2 separate regions of the Anas platyrhynchos genome follow, and region 1 is linked to region 2. Evidence: chromatin contacts called from public Hi-C data. All regions are on one chromosome and are shown on one strand. The core of a region is the stretch at or near the end of the contact, and the rest is flanking DNA. Distances in the headings are between cores, read along the strand shown. Region 1 overlaps CARMIL1 (capping protein regulator and myosin 1 linker 1). Region 2 overlaps LOC140001897 (a long non-coding RNA gene).

Region 1 (4,852 bases), core at 2,070-4,569, 180 kb after region 2:
GTAAGGATTGATTAGGCACACTGTTGGGGTCAATAACAGTAGATTTATGCTGTTTTAGAAATAAAGATACATTTAACCAGTTTGTAGTACTCCAGATTTAGGAGATATATTTGTTTAGAAGATATATGTGTATTTATCTAGTTTTATATAGGGGGAAAAATCTGGCTTACACAATTGCTTTGTGCCTGGTTGTTTATTTGCAAGTGCATGCATCTAGAAGTTCTGTCATTAATGTATGCTTGGGTTTATACATTAATGCATACATCAATACTTCCAGAAATAAATGAGAAAGCTAGGGCAAATTCTGGACAGCTTGGAGTGACCCCTTCTGTGCTGTATGAGATGTCCATTAAGGAAAATGGTAGGTGTGAGCTGGTAGACAGCAGTGGCAGGAAAAGCAAGTGTTTTAAAGTCAGTGTGTTGCAAATATTTGTAGTGACATGTGAAGCCATGTGTGACATACTCTGTGTAGTGGTAAAATCGTGGTAGCTTTGAAAAATGGATACACCAGGTTAAGTTCAGGGGACTGGCAGGCTGGGGTATCCTCCTGTGCTTCCCTTGGGCTCCTGCCAGCTGCTCATTTCAGATGTCCCTGTGAACTTGCACATCCCACGTGCATGGCTCGGGGATCTTTTGACAGCCCCCATTAGCTGTCTCCATTTGCTCCACCGGTGGCTCTTCCCAGTTGGGGTGCTTGTATGCAGAAAGGCTCTGCTCTGCGCTCAGCTTTCCCCTCAAGTGTGAGTGCTCTGCCTGCAAGATGCAGTTTGTAATTTAGACGCGCCAGCTAATGACTGAGCCCAGGGCAACACATAGATCATACAAAAGGTTGGCTTTGCCCAGGAGAAGTCATTCGGTGCTATTTAAAAGAGAAGGGGGAGGGGAGTGGCGGAGAGATTGAAATGTCCATGTCTTTTATCAGGAGACCGTCAACTAAAAGTTCAGACGGCAGCGAGCCCAGTGAAGCAGGTGATGAGAAGAAGAAAAGGGACTCAAGGAAGAGTGGCTTCCTTAACTTAATCAAATCAAGGGGCTCCAAATCTGAACGTCCACAGACTGTGGTGGTGGCTGAGGAGCCCTCCTCACCCAAGGTTGCTGCGAAAAGCCCAGCTGTGGATACAAATAAGAAGGAGCCAAAACCTGCAGAGCAGAACGGTGGTACGGAGCGATCCGAGGAATTAAAGACGCCAGACTCGCTGGAGGAGGCACAGCCGGATGATGCTGCAAAGGCTGAGAGGGGTGACAGCAAAGGAAGCCCTCAAGGAGGCCGGAGGTATGGCGTGCAGGTGATGGGCAGTGGACTTCTCGCAGAAATGAAAGCCAAGCAGGAGAAGAGAGCAGCCTCTGCTCAGAAGGTGAAGGCAGTTTGATTTCTCTTGAGTTGTTGTAAAAAATGGACGAGAGCTAGGTGTCTCCAGGGGAGGGGCTGCAGGGGCTGGTGGCTGGGGCTTGTCACATCAACCCTGCTTTCCACCAGGGGTTACAGAGCTCTTGAAGGAGGACTGTTCAGTGCTGGCTGGGGTGGTTGAACATGAATGGACCAGGCAGCACACAGGAGAAGACATGCCCTTAAGCCTGCACTTTTTCTCCTTGTGCAGAGGAGGCAAAGCCAGCTCTTGCACTTGATGTCAGGCCACCACAAGCACAGTAGAGGACACGTAACTGTTTGCACATATTACAGAGTAATTTGGGAGCAACTAGTGAGCACAGTTTGGATGTCTGCACTCTATATGATGTGTGGTTTGCTCAAATGTAATGGAAGCATGCTTAGCATAAAGCCAGAAACAAGTGTTTACTGTGGTGCCCTGCACACTGTACCCTCAGGTGTTTGGCAGAGTTAACTACACACTTCTCTTTTGGAAGGTGATGTAGCAAGTTGGAGAGATGTGTCATATTTTAAATTACATATCCCATGCGGTGAAGTAAATCTGGTTTCCAGACACTGTTTATAGCTATTCAGCTCATGGTTTTTTTTTTGTTACATTTCTTAATTTTATGTCCTTTTGTACCACACCTAATTATTCTTATACCTTGGTTTTCTGTGTTTCAAGTACTAACACTCAAAACAATAACACATTTAAAAAAATACACGACCTATTCTCCACAATCTTCATGTTATCCTCATGTTGTAATATCCTCGTGTAACTCCAAAGCTTTTTGTGCCAAAATATTTTGCCTGATGCCCATTTCCCATTGACCTTACCACTGTCAGACCCTGTTTCCTCCCAGCTGCAGTTCTCATGTCCTAAAGTTACCAAAGGATCAGTGATTTCCTCCTTCTCTCTTCCTCTCTGGCATGCTGTCCATTCCTCACCATTTACCCTCAACAATTTGGAAGACGTCACTTCATGGCAAAACTCATCTGCAAGCTTTGCCATGTTTTCCTTTAAAATTCTGCACAGTTACCTAACTGGATCTGAGCAAGACACTCAAATGTTATTTTTACATCTCTTCTCACTCTTAGAGTACTTGCTGTCATGTCTGAACTATTGCTGCAAACCCTGAGGTCTTAATAAGAAGACCTCAGCATATGGCTAATAAGCTATGTGCTCGTTAAAGTGATCCTCTGCACAAAAACGATTTTTCTAAGGAAATGACCTATTCCCACCTTTCTGATTGGTGCCAAGTAGTGCCCATGAATAGTCTCATTGATTTCTAAGACACCAAGTTTTCAAGTAAAATGCTAGATGATTGTAAATAAGACTGTTACAGTCTGCATAAAACACTGGCTTACACCAGATAATATATATATATATATTTATATAATTGCATAAATGGTTTACTTGGTGCTCTTCAATTTCTTAACACTTGTCCTCTAAATTTAGTCCCATCTGGGGTGATGTGTTTGAGGTAGACTGTTAGCAGGCATACTTTTTTTTTTTTTTTTGAAAGTGGAGAGAGTAAAAGTCTGCTTCCATTGATTAGCTTTCACAGCATTGATTGAAAACCTGAATTTCAGCTATCCAAAAGGAAGACTGTTACCTTTTCCCAGTATTATGTTTTTCACCCTTTGAGGTTTTATTTATTTTTATTCTGTTTTGCAAAAGTTGATATTTATAAAAATGCAAAAGTAGGTCATTTGGGGTTGTGTTTGTTTTTTTTTTTAATTTATTTTGTTTTTAATAATAACAAGAAAGCTGAATTGAAATAGGAATCTCTACATGGCAGGGTAGTGACTAGCTATTTCTTAATGTTGCCCCCACCACAGAAAATTGAACTGCTGTTCAAAAGAATTTTTCACGTACTTCATCCTAGATTGCAACAGCAGCCGGTTTAGTTTTGCACTTCCATTTATGACATTCCTGAAGCTGCAAATCATACAGTATCCTGATGGTTGAGCTGCAGAAGAAAGCATCCCACTACTGTGAAATTGCTTAGGATGGATATGACACCAACTTCCCTAATATCTTCAAATTTATCAGAATTCTAGAGTCACAGAAAATTGTATTTTCCTTTAAGGTACAGATGGCTGCTTATATTCTGAGTACTTTTACGTGAAAACAAAGCCAGAAGGAATTTACTATTCCATTCATACCCTCCTGCAATCTTGTTACAGATACAAGTGATGAGCAGGTGCACAGTAGATGGAAAGATGGTAAATGCTTTTTTGTTTTCTTTTGCTTAGAATACAACGTGAGAATTGGCATTAATGGTGGAGATAAATATGTGCAATTAGTGTAACTGCTAGGCATGCCTAAAAAGATCTTTTAGCCCCATCTAGTGTTTACAGGCTGCATTTTTAAATACCTTGAGCAAGACCTAGGAGCAGACAAGCTCATTTGTAACCTGCTTATTCACTTGCTGTTGCACCCAACAGAAGTATTTCCCAATCCTGCACATATAAAAAGTTCCATATAAAAGTAGAGCCTGGTCACTATTTATCTGCATGATAAATTTCCCTGCATTTATCTGACATGACTGAGAGCTTCTCAGGGTATATTTTTGCAGTCAGTGCTTAGTGTTGTCTCAGGACTGTAAGCAGTTTGTAATGTGTGTACACTAGTTAGCCAAACATGCTGACATTGCATTTTTAAAGTACTGCATTAAATGCCAGCACTGGCTTTTGTGTTTGTCTCTGTATGTGGTAGTATTTCCCCAGCAATCCCAAAACTAGAGAGGGAAGTTATAGAAAAAATAGTTTTCATATTGTCCTAAAGCTCTCTTAAAGTCACTTACTGTAGCTAAACCTTTAGCATATATCTTCAATATGTACCTAGAAAAATCATTTTGGTGAAAGTTCATGAGAATTCATATTCCATGAAAAAATTGTTAGTAATTCAGTTGTCAAAGAGTTCGTTTGCTAAGGTATGGGAAAAAGATCCAGTAAATGGAGAGTGGCATTCCCTTCAAAAATATGTAGCCAAGATTGTCTTACAAAGAAATACCTAATTTTAGGAGGTAGAGAGGTGAGAATTGAGCCAAAATGCCATTGACAGACAAGAAATGGGAATAAAAATAAACCTGGAGCTCTCACCTAGTGGTACAAAGCATAACATTCCTGCTAGATTTGGATGGGACTTTGTTTTGTTGATACAGGCAATGTAGCTTACAACTCTAGCTCTTCAAGTCATCGTGTTTCTAGAGTGCTTCTGATGGGAAAACAATTTGTTTTGCTTACATGTGGTTTTTAACATACAGATGACTTCATACTTAAAACCTGTAGTACAATCCCTTAGACTGGATTGCTGCATGGTGTCAAGGTAATTTTACAGGACAGGAAGTTTTATTTTGATTCTAATTGCATCCTCCTTAATGCAGTGTGCCATTTAAGCATGCACCTATCCTTAGAGGAGAGATAGGAAGACAGACACATCCTATACAGGAATTGCAGGCATTCAGCACCTCCATCCTT
Region 2 (5,052 bases), core at 620-3,119:
TTAGTCTGATATTTCTGTGACTCTTTAAAACCTAAATAAACAATGGTTAAAGAAAACCTTGGTCTACAGGGAAAGAATGGCTGGATGATCAAAATGTAATAGGATTATTTTTTCTCTAACACTTTCTGGCCACAAGGTGTCAATCCTTACTCACAAGAAGAACTAATGGCTGGTACATTTCTCTGAAGTAGAACTGTAGCAAGTTTTAAGCTCTTCCAGGAGCAATGGCAATTGAGGAAATAGAAAATGAAAAGGCAGTAGATTGAAAGGATGAATATAGCCCTCAGCTGCAAAATCTCCCTTCATCTTGTAAGGACATCTCATGTATGCTTTGTAATATTCAATGAGCAGCTGCACCTACTTAGCTAATAAATAGATTAAATCAAAACTCAATTCTGTTGTTATATTTTTACAATGAGATATTAAGTAGCTGTACTCTCCTGAACATATTTATATTTAACAAACGTGAAAAATATCAGAAAAAATGAGAACTTTAGAGACATGTCCAGAAACACCTAACACTTCTGAATAACAAATCACAGAACAAAACAGTGAGGAAAAAATAAATGGGACAGGAAGGCCTTTAAAAAGTTTGGCACCATCTAAATGTCTCATAGCCAGGTTTTCAACAGTGCTTTAATAACGAAATAGCCTTTTGCCAACTGATGCTGTTTATACAGCATTTTGTCTTCAGAAATCCTAAAGGAGCAACTGAAATATATCAAAGATATTTTTCAATTCTACCATAGCTAATGGACACTGTATTCCCTGCAGGTTCATGTGGTGAGCATCATTTGCTCTGAGTAGCAGTCCTGCATGCACGTGTTCACCCTAAGTACTAGCATGGGAGTACAGCACTGATTTGCCCAAGAGGGAAAATACACATTACACTCCACGTGCGTTTTAGTGTTGGTTTCAACTGCTTGTTTCTATTCTGCTATATTTTTTTGACTCTGAGTAAGTGTTGAGTAGTGTGCGAATATGCATGAATTTACACTCTATGGTGTCACGTTGTTTTCTGGGGACTAGGGAGGCATTTTTGTCTCTCTGAGGACTCTTTCCTGGGTTGGCAAAAAACTGAAAGGGAAGAAAACTTTTCTTGTCCAGTCCACTGCAAAATAGTCCCTTTGCTGAGAGCATCAGCTGATGGCTGTGCAACCAGGATCTGGAGCTTGCCCGCAGGTCCCTTGATTGCCAGTGATGATGCATAAGGTGGAAGAAATCCAGCTCAACTGCTGGAGACTGGGCTGAGTTGGCAGCTCAAGAAAAACACTTTCTCCTTGAACCCAAGCGTGTTTCATGTGGAAATCATCACTAGATGGTAAACACTGCAAACTCTGAAGGGTCTCTGGGGAGCACAGAGCTGCAGTTCAGCAAGGGAAATAATAACAACTAGATGGGACTTCAAAGGGAATGAGGGAAAAAAATATATAATTTAGTGTCCTTGGTAAAAGCAAGGAGGCTCCTTAATCTGATGAAGCAAAAAGCTGCTGGGTTAATTTGCGTAAACATTACAGTGAATGCAGAGGGCTTCACCAGGCTACTTCCAGCCCCTCACATTTCCCTCTTCCCCTATCTGGCTACAGTGTCTGTGCTTGAAGGGTTGAGTGTCTCTTGCTGCCTCACAGCTCAGCAGGCCCATTACATACTGAATTCATTGCATTAAAAGCTGTGGCATATATTGCATTAAATGCTCTAGCGTGTTGCATCTCCTCAAGCTAACTCGTGTGTTGTGCACTAGTCCCTGAGCGATTCTCCTTCCTGCATGTGGCAAGGACATCTGGCACACTTTCTCCAACACTGAGGCGAAGGTTTTGTGGCTGAACAAAACTTTTCCTTGTTATGGAAACACTGCATCACAAGGGCCCAATTCCTTTGCTGAGAAAGGAAATGAGTCGGTTGGGTGTGTGCAACTGGGAAGAGTGAGGAGGAGTGAATCCTTTGTGTCTGTGGCCGTTTTTCCCCTCTTTTTGTTGAATCAGGGTTGTATAAATAAATCAGATCAGGACAGACATAGGATAAAATCTGAAGAGTGCCTCTATGTGTAGGTAAAGCACAACTAAGATCTGCTAAAGGTCTACGTGTGTCTGTGTTCACACTGACATGCTGACAACGCTCATTTTGCTGCTTATTAAACAACATTAATTTCAGATGCCATCTGATGCAGAACTGAAAATAGCTACAGCTACTCCCAGAGCAGCAGCAATAAAGTACAGGCTGGTGGAGCTGCTAGCTTGCTGGGGAACATGCCTACAGCACTGCCCTCGGACAGGTCTGGCTGCTCCACTGGGTTGGGAGGAAGCCGTATTGGTCTTGTGGCCACTCTGTTTGCAGCTGGGGTAGAAGAATGCTGCATCTCAATGTTTTCAAATTATATATATATATTTTTTTTTTTTTTTCTTTCTTTCCCTGATATCTGAACTGTCTCAGTCTATAATAAACAGCCCACCTTTTCCCACAAAAACAAACAAACAAACAAAAAAAAAAACAGGTTTCTCTTTTCCAAATCCTGTCCTTCGGGCATCCTGCTATCACTGCTGCAGAGCCCAGGTGCCCTGCTGGTTTTTCCACCACGGCCCTGACTGTGCCGAGCTGAATGCTGAATTAGCTTCTCAACTTTTATTTTCAGCCAAAACCACAGTATGCTACCTCTGCTTCCTTCCAGCCCCGTGTGCAAGTATTGCAGTATGTATATTGTACCGCCAGCTTACTGTTTGGGCTATTTTTAAGAAGATTGTTTCCAGCTGTCACTCTCCAGATTTTGCTTTTGAGTTATTGCAAGCTTTACCCTTTGTGTTTCAATGTGCTGCAGTTGAAAGAGTGGTAGGAAAAACAGGGGACCATCTGTCTGCTTGCAGTACACGGAGCAGCACTGCTGCTTCCTTCGTGCTGCCTTGAATGGAGCAGGTCAGCACAGCTCCGCTCCAATGCCTGGGGACCTTGGTGGCAGCCAGCATGGCTCCTCGTTTCCTATGGACCCCTCAATCTGCCACATGCTTACAGTCAGATCTGTAATCTGCCTGTATACCCATCAGAAACACACTAAATAATCTAATGGAGGTAGTATGACAAAGATTTTAGGCTTCTGTCATGCTGATTGTAAATGAGAGTGTGTGTAACAGTGACCCAGGTGTCCTACAAGGAAGCTACTTCTTTGTAGAAAGCTACAGGAACATCTAGCTATTGCTTTTGTTTAAGGTAATAAAATGATCTCAGGAGCCTCTGTGTGCACAGAAACCAAGAGGCTTTCTTAAGAGTAGGCTAAATAATAATAAACTGGTCATGGACAGTGGTAAACCACAATCCTCTCTAGGAAATACTCTCTGCTGCCTGACTCATTCAGTATCTCCCAGCGAACTCCTCTTCTGCTGCGTGTTAACTGAAGTAACAGCCTAGGTATTTGACATAGGGGAGCAATGGAATTTTCCAAAGCACAAAATTTAATGGGTTGTTACAAAACAAAACTCGCTTTTGACCTCTTGCTGAAGAATGTGGAGCTAATGCTTTCTATCAGCAGAGAGCTGTTAACGCGCTGAAAAGATGACGCTGATTCCTTGATGGGGCTGCAAATGAATTAGAATGAGGGGAAGAAAATTGTCATCTCGTACTGAGCACCTCATAATTTTGCTGTCACTTGAAGAGCTAAGATTACTGCCAGCAGCAGATAATACACAGCGAAAGGAACCAAAAGAAACAAGTTGGAGAAGAAGGGGAAAAAAAAAAAAAAAAGGAGGAGAGCACTTGTGCAGTGAGGCAGGGAAGGAAGAAAGGGTAATAAAAACCTGTTCTGAACAGTAAATTAGCCACTTGGAGTGGACTGAAGGCTGCTAAAATCTGCTACGTTCTTTCTGTAGAAATGAAGAAGAAAAAAAAATAAATACCCAAAGTCATCCTCAATGCTGTTTTGTTTTACAGTACATAATCATAATAAACCAATACATTTGTGCTTTGAGAAACTGCGTTAGAGGAAATGACAGCCAAGGCTGGTGACAGGGGAAAATGCTTCCAAAAATCTCTAATCAAATCCATGAGCAGGTTTTGAGTCCACCATGGGAGTAACCATTCCATAATTGTTTTCAGAGATCATTTGAGCACTTGAACTTGATTAGAACTGGTGCTCGTATGCTAAAAGCAAACTTCAGGCTGATTGTGAAATACGCTGTCCTTGTTGTGCTGCTTTATTATGCAAATCGTCCAGAGGGGGAGCAGAAATGACATGATTTGACCTATGTCACTGACTGAAAAGTGCAGATAGCAAATTGCGAATGTTACACCCAGCTATAGGGTTCTGTATTTTCCATTTCTATGTCCTGACCTAGATAATACAGTCTTGTTTCTGCTGCCCTAGCTGAGAGGTGTCTGTAACAGATCAAAATGTGAGATGGAAACTATAAACTGCAAATATTTATTCTTAAAATCGTATTTTGCAATTCACTGATGATTTTCTGGAGTAGTTCTTTTTTTTAATAGCCTATACATTCAGTAAGATTGTGGTATTTTCAAAGGCAGTTTACGACTTAGAGGAATGAAAGTGAAGAGTGTTTTGCTGGTGGGGTAGCAGGGAGTTGCAACACAGTCTTCCCTTCTGGGACCTTGTCACATCTGTGGTTTATCTCAGGAATTTTACAAGTGTTTTTCCTTCTGCTGTTCTCGTAGAGCTCCTTTGGCACCTCTGCCTTGGCATTGTTGACTCTCCAGCAAAATGTCTGGTGATTTCATTGCACCGAAGAAGTCCTCTGAGCACCCTGTATCAACCTGAAATAAACCATGCCAACAACCGTGCCCAGCCCCTGAAAAGCAAATGTCTGCACTAAAAAGCTGCTCCACTGATGTGATGAACTTCTGCTGATGTGGTGAATCTTCCTTCTCCTTCACTGAAGAGCACAACACCCAATTGGACTGCGAGGTGAGGACAATTGCTTCCCTGCTGTACCCTGTAAGGGCCACGATGAATGGCAAGGACAGTTTCTGTCCCACTTTAGCAAACCAGAACTTCTCACAGCATTTGGCTCAGTGATGGCATTTGTCCCCAAATACTGGCCGCTTTTAGAT

What was found. Hi-C and Micro-C count contacts between places; a contact is called where the count stands out from the background.
Region 1: a Hi-C map of subcutaneous adipose tissue shows a contact between it and region 2, with 4 times the contacts expected there. The contact joins two enhancer-like sites. A contact is called at or near these places in 3 of 8 Hi-C or Micro-C datasets (F1 follicle, liver and subcutaneous adipose tissue).

The regions. Positions count from the first base shown.
Region 1 is chr2:62,835,787-62,840,638 of IASCAAS_PekinDuck_T2T, forward strand. It overlaps CARMIL1 (capping protein regulator and myosin 1 linker 1), which reads left to right. Exons shown (of 38, transcript XM_072034847.1): 34 at 923-1,355. Among named protein-coding and RNA genes, the nearest start is that of SCGN, 19 kb to the right of the region's middle. Within about 2 kb of position 3,320, at least 1 of the 8 cell types and tissues checked has an H3K27ac peak or open chromatin away from gene starts, as enhancers often do.
Region 2 is chr2:62,657,567-62,662,618 of IASCAAS_PekinDuck_T2T, forward strand. It overlaps LOC140001897 (a long non-coding RNA gene), which reads left to right. Exons shown (of 3, transcript XR_011807625.1): 2 at 4,657-4,906. Among named protein-coding and RNA genes, the nearest start is that of CARMIL1, 9.5 kb to the right of the region's middle. Within about 2 kb of position 1,870, at least 5 of the 8 cell types and tissues checked have an H3K27ac peak or open chromatin away from gene starts, as enhancers often do.